Linked DNA regions of Danio rerio: region 1 is linked to region 2. A link is a contact called in public Micro-C data. All regions are on one chromosome and are shown on one strand. The core of a region is the stretch at or near the end of the contact, and the rest is flanking DNA. Distances in the headings are between cores, read along the strand shown.

Region 1 (5,271 bases), core at 1,121-3,620, 550 kb after region 2:
ATTTCTTTCCAGTGTGTGTGTGTGTGTGTGTGTGTGTGTGTGCGTTTCTATAGGAAGTGTTAAAATATTCTAATTGTGCATATACATTAGATAACTTGCGATAACGGTCCAAAAATTAGTAGCCCAAGTTTATGTGTTAGGGAAAAATATTGTTATTTTTGGTTAAAAAAAAAAAAAAAAGCAAAAATTAAAAGAAATCATTTTCTTACAAACTTACAAAATTTGCATGAACTCAATTGCATTATCTTTCTATTTCTAAAGATGTTTGATGACTAAAATATTATTTGAATAAATATATCTGTTTAATAAATCGGTTTTATTCATTCATTCATTCATTTTCTTGTCAGCTTAGTCCTTATTAATCTGGAGTCGCCACAGCGGAATGAACCGCCAACTTATCCAGCACATTTTTATGCAGCGGATGCCCTTCCAGCCACAACCCATCTCTGGGAAACATCCACACAAACACTCATACACTACGGACAATTTAGCCTACTAAAATTCACCTGTACCGCATGTCTTTGGACTGTGGGGGAAACCGGAGCACCCGGAGGAAACCCACGAAAACGCAGGGGGAACATGCAAACTCCAAACAGAAACGCCAACTGACCCAGCCGAGGTTCGAACCTGCGACTCAGTGACCTTCTTGCTGTGAGGCGACAGCACTACCTACTGTGCCACTGCGTCACCCGGTTTTATTCAAATGAACCAAAATATATGACCTATATTCACTGAAAAATGGATAAAATATTAACTTTCAAAATGGGGGGTACTCAGTTATGCCGAGCACTGTGTGTATATAATATTTTTTTTTCGTCTGGAGCAAGTCTTGTTTGTTTTATTTCGGCTAGAATAAAAGCAGTTTTTAATTTTTGAAAAAACATTTTAACGTCAAAATTATTAGCTCCTTTAAGCTACTTTTTTTTTCGATAGTCTACAGAACAAACCATGGTTATACAATAACTTGCCTATTTACTCTAACTTGCCTAGTTAACCTAATTAACCTAGTTAAGCCTTTAAATTTCACTTTAAGCTGTATTGAAGTGTCTTGAAAAATATCTAGTAAAATGTTATTTTATGTCATCATGGCAAAGACAAAATAAATCAGGTATTAGAGATGAGTTATTAAAACTATTATGACATAGAAATGTGTTGGAAAAAACACTTCTCTACATTAAACTGATATTGGGGGGTAAAAAATAAACAGGCCGGCTAATAATTCAGGGGGTGGCTAATAATTCTAACTTCAACTGTGCGTGTGTGTGCGTGTGCGAGTGCGTGTGCGTATAAAAATAATTCAGGGAGCATATATATATATATATATATATATATATATATATATATATATATATATATAATACTCTTTTTTTTTTTTTTTTTTTTTTCTGAATGCCTCAGGGCTCTGTTATTGGGCCAGGTATTTTGTGCCACACCCTTATCATTCATACTTTACCAGTGAGATATTCACTGTACACTCAACATTATGAATTGCCCATCTGTCAAAATGCCTCATTTGCTTTAAAGGAAACATAATGTGTAGTTCATATGCTTTAAAACAAGTCATAACAGAGTTCTCATACCTGGCCATTTTATCAAAAGATAAGCCCAGTTCTGTAGCCTGTGGCCATATCAAGGAAGCACAGGTTGATTGCAACGCATATACAGAGCCTATTCAATTTGACAGGATAAACAGTGATTGTGGAAGAACTCTGTCTTAGAGGCCAGAGGTAATGCACTCTCAGTGAAGATGATAGGAGTAAATAGTTGTCAAGAAAGATTACACAATTCCCTTAAAGTTTTTTTATTTTTATTTTTTATCTTATGCGAGTTGAAGCCCCTATCTGAAAAATATATATACAAAATATATATTTTATACTTATATATATACACACACACAGAGAGACTTACTGTAGGCCATGCCAATATGGATGCTAGGTCATGTGCTTCACATGAAACTGTAAATCATGATTAGATTAAATGAGAGAAAAAGGGCCATGTTTTCATCCATGTTTATCTATCCATCCATTTATCAAAATGCTCTGGAGGCAGAAATCACTCCTAAAATCTCTCCATGTAACTTTTTCGATGGTCATCTGCTAAAAATACACAGTTGAAAGCAAAATGCACACATTTTCCAAGCCAAGTAAAAACACACTGCTGTCAAACTTTCAGCTGCTTATAGTCTGGCCACAAGCAAAACATTAAGCCAAAGTTACCCTGAATATAAAGCACACAAAGGTTTTACACAATGAGTCTTTAAACTGAAGTCTTTGTGAATATTATCTAGTGTGGTGCATTGGGATTACAGTTCCATGAACTCTTTCTTTTTAATTTATGTGAGTGTTTGGGTTTTCATATTTACCAAAAACTAATGCAATTCTGCCCTCTTCAGGTGAAACGTGGAGTTGTGGGTCTGAAGTCTAGATCCCAGTGCTACACAATAAACATTAACCATCCCAGGTGAGCCTCTGCTTTAATATATTTATAACAACAGTTGCATGTTTTATTTATTGTGGTTGAATAATTAATCATTTCCAATATGTGACACCAAATTTCTGTAGCTTTATTTTTCAAATGGTTTTGAACAAATGCAACACTAAAGTGATAACTGAACTTTTTGTATCTTATTTCTATTTTCAGAACACAACAATGGCAGATGAACATTTCATCATCAAGGAAATGAACAGATGAGAGAGAGGGAATAATACTGTGCTTCAAGCTTCTGTTACTGCAGGCCTATTGATTTTGACTGGAACATAATGTGTCCATGTCACAGCCTGTACAGATAAGGACCAGTGTGCTGAACTCGCCTCACCAGCATCATGACTGAAGAGACTAAACAGTCCTTGGCTGCCAAAGACCTGGATAATGAATCTAAAAAAAAGGAGAAGGGGGCCGTGGAGCAAAAAAAGTCCCCTGAGCACTTTCAAAATGTGAGTCTGGCGCCACAGGCTGTGAACAATCTTGCTAAGTTTACTGAAAAAGAGAGGGACAACACGCAACAACGGGAGGCTGTGATTCGACCACAGCAGGCTGGAAAGATTGATTTTAAGTCACTGCAGAACCATTCGTTCAGTAGCAACAGAACGTGGCCCAGCAGCAAGGACAGCCCTCAGTCTCCTAATGGGAAGAATCGCAATAGAGACAAGACTAGAAAGTCGGGGAAAGGAGAACGTGGCAGCCCGCAGCAGTTATACAGACTAAGTATTACAAACCAACGCTCAAATCCCACAATTGGGATAGCCTATCCCCAGCAGAAGGTCTCACCTCCAAAGAAGCTTGAGTCCAACAGGGGTCCAGTCTCAGGCAGCTACCGCTTCCATGTGCCAAGTATTCCAGAGCGAGAGGCTGAACTACAGCAGGAAGAACTACAGTTTAGATGTTTCCAGGAGGGCTCACCTAACCTTACTTCCCAAAGCTATACCTCACAGTCTGCAGGCACCACCTCTGTAGGACCAACTCACCAGAATCCACCATCTGCTTCACAACAACAGCAACAGAAGCCCAGCTCAACAGATAGCAACAACACACAACCTGTCATCAACGAAACTTTATTCCCCGACTTTCACCTGAATGAGACAGACACATGGCACTCTTCAGAGAGGACTTTCAGAAACACTAGTTTTGGCATTTCTTCACAAAAGTCAAACAACCTTGTGGACTTGAACAAAGCCAATAGTAGTTTTATCCCTATGCCATTTCAGTATGGATATCCATTGTTAGATGAATCAGCATCCGATTCTTTTCCCTGTGATAGGACTACACAGTCACAAGACTTCATAGACATTTCTCTTACTCCTAACCAAGTTTCTCAAAATTCATTTTCCTTCCCATCTTCTTCAGAGGGCCATGAAGCCATGCAAACAAATTCTCAGTTTGGCAATGATCAGGTAGAGGACAGACAATCATACCAAATGCACCCTAAACCACCCCAGTACATGCAGACACCGCTTGGTATGTCATCTTCTGTTGCCAGTAATGATGAAATCTCTGTATCAAGCACTCACCATTCAGAGCAAAGAAAGAATATTACAGATAAAGCTGATGCTTTTACTCCAGTAGAAAGCAGGGAAACAGGGTTTGCAGCAGCGGGGAAAAGAGGCTGCCATCTTAAAAACGGCACCACTAGCCAGAGGGTTCTTGTTCAAGGCAGTGTTCACCAAATTAGGAATGCTGCACAAGGTTCAAGTTCCCAACTACACGTAATTAGCCCTCCACATAATAGTATTCACATAAATCCAGGACCTCTAGATAAAAGCGGCAGTAAGCACCATGGTAGGGTATCACAGCTATGGGAAGGACCAAACAAAGTTTTTCCACCACCACTCACAGACCAGACATCTACACCTTACAATTTTCAGTATCAACCTGCACCGGAACAAAGGCAAAACACTGGTATTAATGGCCGTATACCTTGGCAACAGATCCGGTTCACAACTGCCTTGCCGAGCCAAAACAGGATTGATCTTTCCAGGCAATTGAGCAATCAACAGCTTACTTTTATGATAGGCCCATCAGACTGGCAAGAAGACAGTAAGGCACACAACCAAAAAGATTCTAACAGCTTTCTGAGCAAAAAGACAAATGAAGTCTTCTCAAACCAAAGGAAAGAAAGTGGGAAGCAAGGCTGCAACACCATTCCACCCTGCCCATTCACAAACAAGGTGGATATGAATCAAGGCCAGGTGGGTGATGGGAAGAATAAGTCAGTATATTTTGGGATTAACCACTCAGTGCCAGTGACACCATCAAGAAACTGTAGCTACCCTCCATTACAAGTAGGACCCTTAGGGCTGAAGATGGTGTCACCATACGACTCTCCTTCACATTCACCTTCTCAAAATCCAACATCTAGCAGTACATGTTCATCCCTCTCGCCAGCTTCCACAAACTCTGTCAACAGTAACGCTGATGACAGCCAGATGTCAAAGGGTCTTTCCCCCACATTTTATAAGCAGCAACAGGATAAAGCATTGATATCATCCAATAACATGAACACTCATCAGCATCACTTCCTTTCCGAAGGATCGAGAGGCTTGCACTTTAAACAAGAAAAAGCCAAAGAGAACACTGCAAGTTTCATGACACATAACAGGCTCTCAAAGCCCAACACAGACAATGGAAAAGGTTGTTTAGAGACCTACAGAACAGAAACCCATCCCCCACCTTCATACTCTGCCCACCAACTCGCCACATCATTAGTCTCAGCAAACCTTGACCAACTTGATGTGCTTCTGACATGCAAGCAATGTGATCAGAATTTTAATAACC
Region 2 (5,142 bases), core at 2,052-4,551:
TGATCAGGAAAGTGGTTCGGAAACGAGCGATTCGGTGTCCAACAGCGGCCAGCCTCAGAATAACAACAATGTAACGCTCATCACTCTTAACTCAGAGGGTAAGATTTACAAATATTGGATGTTTAAGACTTAAAATGACCTTTGTGATAACTAAGTGCATTTGAGCTAGAACAATTCCTATTGAAATGTTGGTTCCGCTTTATATCGTATGGCCTTAATTACTTTGTACTTACATTTCAGTTAATCATTTTGGGTCAGTGTAATTATTATCTACATGGATGTTTTTACAGTGTAGTTATATTTTAAAAATGATGATCATTTCTGTAAATATATTTATACTTATACTGTTGATCATCTCTTACACCTAAGCCCACCCTTAAACCCACTAAGACCACCAAACCTTTCCATAACCTTTCTCATATCCCTCCTCAATAACACCATGGGCTCTATTTTAATGATCTAGGCGCAAAGTCTAAAGGTCATGGTGCAAAAACATCAAGGGCATGTCTAAGTCCACTTTTGCTATTTTAAGGATGGAAAAATATGCTTTGTGCCCCTGGTCTAACAGGGTTGTGCTTAGTCTCTCTATTTTTAGTGACAAAAATTAGTAATTGTGTGGTGGTAATTCATAGAAATTTGCGGACAATTTTGCGATAAATATATATATATATATATATAAATAAATATACATACTATACCAAATACACACCATATTAGGTAGCCTACTATGTTGGGTGCGCAATCTGACACAATGACACAAATCATAAAAATAAAGCTTCTTTCAGTCAAGATCTAAAACAGACCTAAAACAGTGGAAATTAAGCCAAAGGAAGGTTTTATAACTCTTATTTTTATTCACAATCTTAATTTCTCTTAGATTTCACTCCCTGGAGCTTCTGAGATCAGCTTCCTCACTCACGATTTCCCCTACCGTAATACACCTAAAATACAATAAATATAATAATAAAATATAATGTCTTGCCAAATTTCCTTTGAGGGAATCAACTCAAGTTCATTTTTTAATTGTTTCGACTTTGTACTGAAGTTAGATTTTGTGAGGAGATAAAAGAGTAAATCACACCTATAATACCTTTGAGAACTGGGTTGGTTTTTAAAATGGTGTCAAGTAATGTTTCTCTAGGTAAAGTTGGAAAGTCTACTGTATTAGAAATCATAAAACTGCGGATCGGTAAATATCTAAAGAAATGTGTTTTGAGGATATTGTATTTTGTTCTTATTTGGTCGAAGGACATGAAATTGGTATCGCTACATAAATCGTTCAGTGTGATGAGTCCTTTTTCTATCCAGCAATTAAATGTAGCATCTGCAATCAAAGGAGTAAACATGATTTCTCATAATAGGGGTCTGGATTGAGAGATCTGTAAATGATAAAGCTTGTCTAAATTGGTGCCATATTTTAGGGGGTCTGCTTTAGTGGCTCGTTTCAAATGAACAAATGAACACATATGAACACATACAGCCCCTTACAGTCCCCGATATGTTACCAACTACAGAAAAAGTACACACAACATACATTTCGTCCTTAATTAGGTTCAAAACAACACAAAGTATAGCCTACAGTCATTGAAAACCTCTCATCATCTGTGTCTGTAATCTTTAGCAGCACATGTAGCCTCTGTTAGAGAGTCATTCCATCATTCCCAGTTCATATTAGTCCAAAAGGTGATGCTAAAAATTAAAACAAGGCAGTTTGTTCACGTTTGCTGAAGAATAAAACGTGCTCCTTGGCTTTCCACGTTTTTTTTTCCGCGCTCCATTCTCGCGTTTGTCCTTTTCTTTCTGAATGTGTCATTCTCGCGTTTATCATCAGGATCGGGTTTCCAAAGCTTGTCAATAATCAAGCGCACACTATTATTATCATGAGGTCAAGAAGTTAGTTATTTCAGATATTGAAGAACAAGTAATCTTTCGCTGTGTATTTCAAACATGGCAGGTCCTTTGTTTACATTCGGTGTTGTTGCGTAAGCGAATGACGTATCTCTGTAAACCAATAGCGTTCAGCTGCACGTCTAGCTCCGCCTTTTTCTTGTGTTTGGGACCCTTTCGAAAGGGTACTGTTTGGTTCGGTACGCCTTTTGACAGTGGAAATGGCCATAAAAAGCATAACAAACCGAACCGAACTGTACCACTCAGTGGAAACGGACCATTAGCCTGAATACAGCACATAATCAGTACCTGAGGCGGTTATTGTCATTCTTGTTTGTGCTCTTGTTCAGTCACGACGTTACAGTATCAGAAAGCATGTCTAAAATTGTAATTTCACGCTTTTCTTCTGTGGATGGTTATGACAAAAACTCCTTTTAACAAGGAAAAGATAGCTTTATGAATTAGCTTTAATGCAGTACATTTGATTGGATCAAGAAATGGTGCAGTGCAGGATTAGTCATCAACTTTATTTGTTTTCCAAAAGAGAACCATCATAAATTTTGCATCTACTAAAAGCTAATTTTGTCAACATTAAAAAGTGCACTCGCAAATAATCTTCCTCAACGCCAACACACATCAACTAAAAGCCACAATAAAAACTCCAATTTTGACTTTATAGCATCTTTAAAGGAAATTATTTTTTTGTCATCGGGATCCATTTGTTTTGAATTGAGCATGGCCTCACAAGAAGAGCGAAGAATTCGATTGTGTACAGAAAAGGTTTGAAGACACGGCAATATCTGAAATAAATCTGCACAAATAAGATAATAGTATGTTTATGGCTCACATGTGTTTGATCTGCTTCGCAACATTTAAGCATAGAAATGTAGCAGTAAACGAGCTTAAAATCTTAACAGTGTGAACAGGCCCTGGTTATTGAAATCAAAGTATACTCAACTAAAGAAACATTCGAGTAATAATATAAACATGTTTTGGCTATCCGCTAGTTCTCCCTGGACATGATTAAAACAGCTTGCTACATCAATAACAATAGTGTTGTGTAAACCGTCTGGTCTTATGTGATTCAGCGATGGGTCTTTGGTCTGGGGGAGGCCTGGGATTAAAGGGTTTGTTTTGATTGCTTAACTTCTGCTTTTGCTTTTCTTATTATTTGACTGGTTTGCTTTTTGTGTGGCGTCTGGGTTAGCTCGGTTAGTTCAAAGACGTTCCTCCACAAATATTCGCTCTGTTCACAGCTGTTCGTGATGATATTTAGTCAACGAATGGTACATTTGGTTCTTAAAAGGCTTTGCTTTTGTTTGTTTGGATTGTTTTCCCCTTTGCTATAACCTTGTTCGCTGTTTTGATGTGAGGGAGTGGCGCTGACGCGTGTCAGCTCTTTCATCTCACAAGCTGTCATTTTTTGTCATGTGACCTTTTTTATTTAAAAACAAACATGGCCGTGTTGTACAGCTGTCTGTGATTGATGGATTCAAAGGGATAAAAACGATCAAAGTCAAATTATGTTTACAGCTGATTCACTACATCAGTATTCAGAGGTTTAAAAACTAAGAATATAGAAATGGAGATGTAATAAAATGGCAATAACGATTTTAGTGACCACATAATGATCACCTTTATTAATATTATAATGGTTTTGTTAAAATAACCAAACAATAACTGCACACTTAAAGGGATAGTTCTCTCAAAAATAAAAATGTCCTCACTGTTTACAATATATACAAACTCTTGAGTTTCTTTCTTCTGTTGGAACACAGAATAAGATATTCAGAAGAAAGCAGAAAACTTGTAAAAATTAAATTCTATTGTAGGAAAAACGAATGCACTCTCAAAAAAATGGTACGATGTTGTACCAAAGGAGGTACAAACCCTTGTCACTGGGGCAGAATCATTTTATGGAACAGAATTTTACCTTAAGACAGAGAAACCATTGCAGTTTGTACATTTGAGGACAAGGAGCACACAAATATGATACATAAATGTACCACTACATTCTGTCTGAAAGTTCTTTTTTTTTATTACTTATTTTTTAAAACGTTTTATTCTTAACGTCATCAGAGGCAATTTACTCATTAAAACCTCATTTTACTCTCATACTTTGACAAGAGACAGAAAACCCCATTCATCCCACAATAAACTGGTATATTTCAGTCTCCGAAATGGCCAAAACTATATCTGTGACAAAAATATAGCAGAATTTATTGAAAAGAAGGCATCCTTGAGTTTTTCCAGCTGTATTTTCTGATCAAATGAAGACACTCTTTATTTAAGAGTTTAAGCAGTATTGTTCTTGTAATATATTTGTTTGGTCATACAAAATGGCCACCAGGGGACACTCTTGCCTTTTGGTTTGGATTGTGCTGAGAACTCAGGTCTGCTGCATAGACGTTAAGGGACATATTCTTACACCATCCACACATATTTGGAATTAGTGGTCGACAGATATTAAAAACAATGGCTGATGTTACATGTATTCCCCCGGTAGTTCAGAATAAGACCTTGTGAGAGTCACATTTATAGATAGAAATAGTTCAAATCAAATAAGCCGACTCTTAAATCTGTTTAAAATGTAATTCTTGAAGCTGCTACATTTATAAAGATTATTGGGATTTGGTTTATATATTTATTAGAAAAGTAATTTTGGTGTGTTTACCCCTTACTATGCAAAAGCCAGAGCAAATCATTAAAATATAACAATACACACTATTTAAATAAACTTTCTATAAAAAAATTCATATAAACATATTATGTGTTTGTGTGTGTGTGTGTGTGTGTGTGTATATATATATATATATATATATATATTTTTTTTTTTAATAATTAAGTATTAATATAAAATATGTTTTATTTAGTTCTGTCTCTCTGTCTTGCGGTTGAAATTTGTTACGCTAATAGTCAAGATGCCATTTGCAATTTCCATTTATCTGTGATAAATACATCTAAAAAAATCTGAAAATACATAAATTTGAATCTACTGTTTTAAAAAGATTCGAAAATTTTGATTAGATTTAGGATAAAGTGCTTGAAATAATTTGTACAACACATGAAATTAAAATAAATATAAATTTAAGGTGGAAGATTACATGTTTAAGATGTAAGCAATTCACATTTAAGAGAGTAAATTACTTCATGAACTCATAAATTATTTTAATGTTGGGCTTGGGGTAAATTACTCTTTAGATTCATAACTGTACTACAGGATATAATACCAAATAGCATTGGATATAATGTGAC

The links. A called contact is a pair of places that touch in the nucleus more often than the background predicts.
Region 1: a contact with region 2 is called in a Micro-C map of caudal fin, with 12 times the contacts expected there. The contact joins two enhancer-like sites. A contact is called at or near these places in 4 of 18 Hi-C or Micro-C datasets (caudal fin, embryo, hematopoietic stem cells and 1 more) and 1 of 4 datasets of contacts at active chromatin or transcription factors (caudal fin).

What each region holds. Positions count from the first base shown.
Region 1 is chr25:33,421,546-33,426,816 of GRCz12tu, forward strand. It overlaps znf469 (zinc finger protein 469), which reads left to right. Exons shown (of 5, transcript XM_073943275.1): 4 at 2,393-2,460; 5 at 2,641-5,271. The coding sequence starts at 2,823. Among named protein-coding and RNA genes, the nearest start is that of dre-mir-135a, 16 kb to the right of the region's middle. Within about 2 kb of position 2,371, at least 2 of the 62 cell types and tissues checked have an H3K27ac peak or open chromatin away from gene starts, as enhancers often do. A contact at or near this core is called in caudal fin, where this site is marked.
Region 2 is chr25:32,866,825-32,871,966 of GRCz12tu, forward strand. It overlaps banp (BTG3 associated nuclear protein), which reads left to right. Exons shown (of 13, transcript NM_001020632.1): 6 at 1-98. Among named protein-coding and RNA genes, the nearest start is that of banp, 15 kb to the left of the region's middle. Within about 2 kb of position 3,302, at least 3 of the 62 cell types and tissues checked have an H3K27ac peak or open chromatin away from gene starts, as enhancers often do. A contact at or near this core is called in caudal fin, where this site is marked.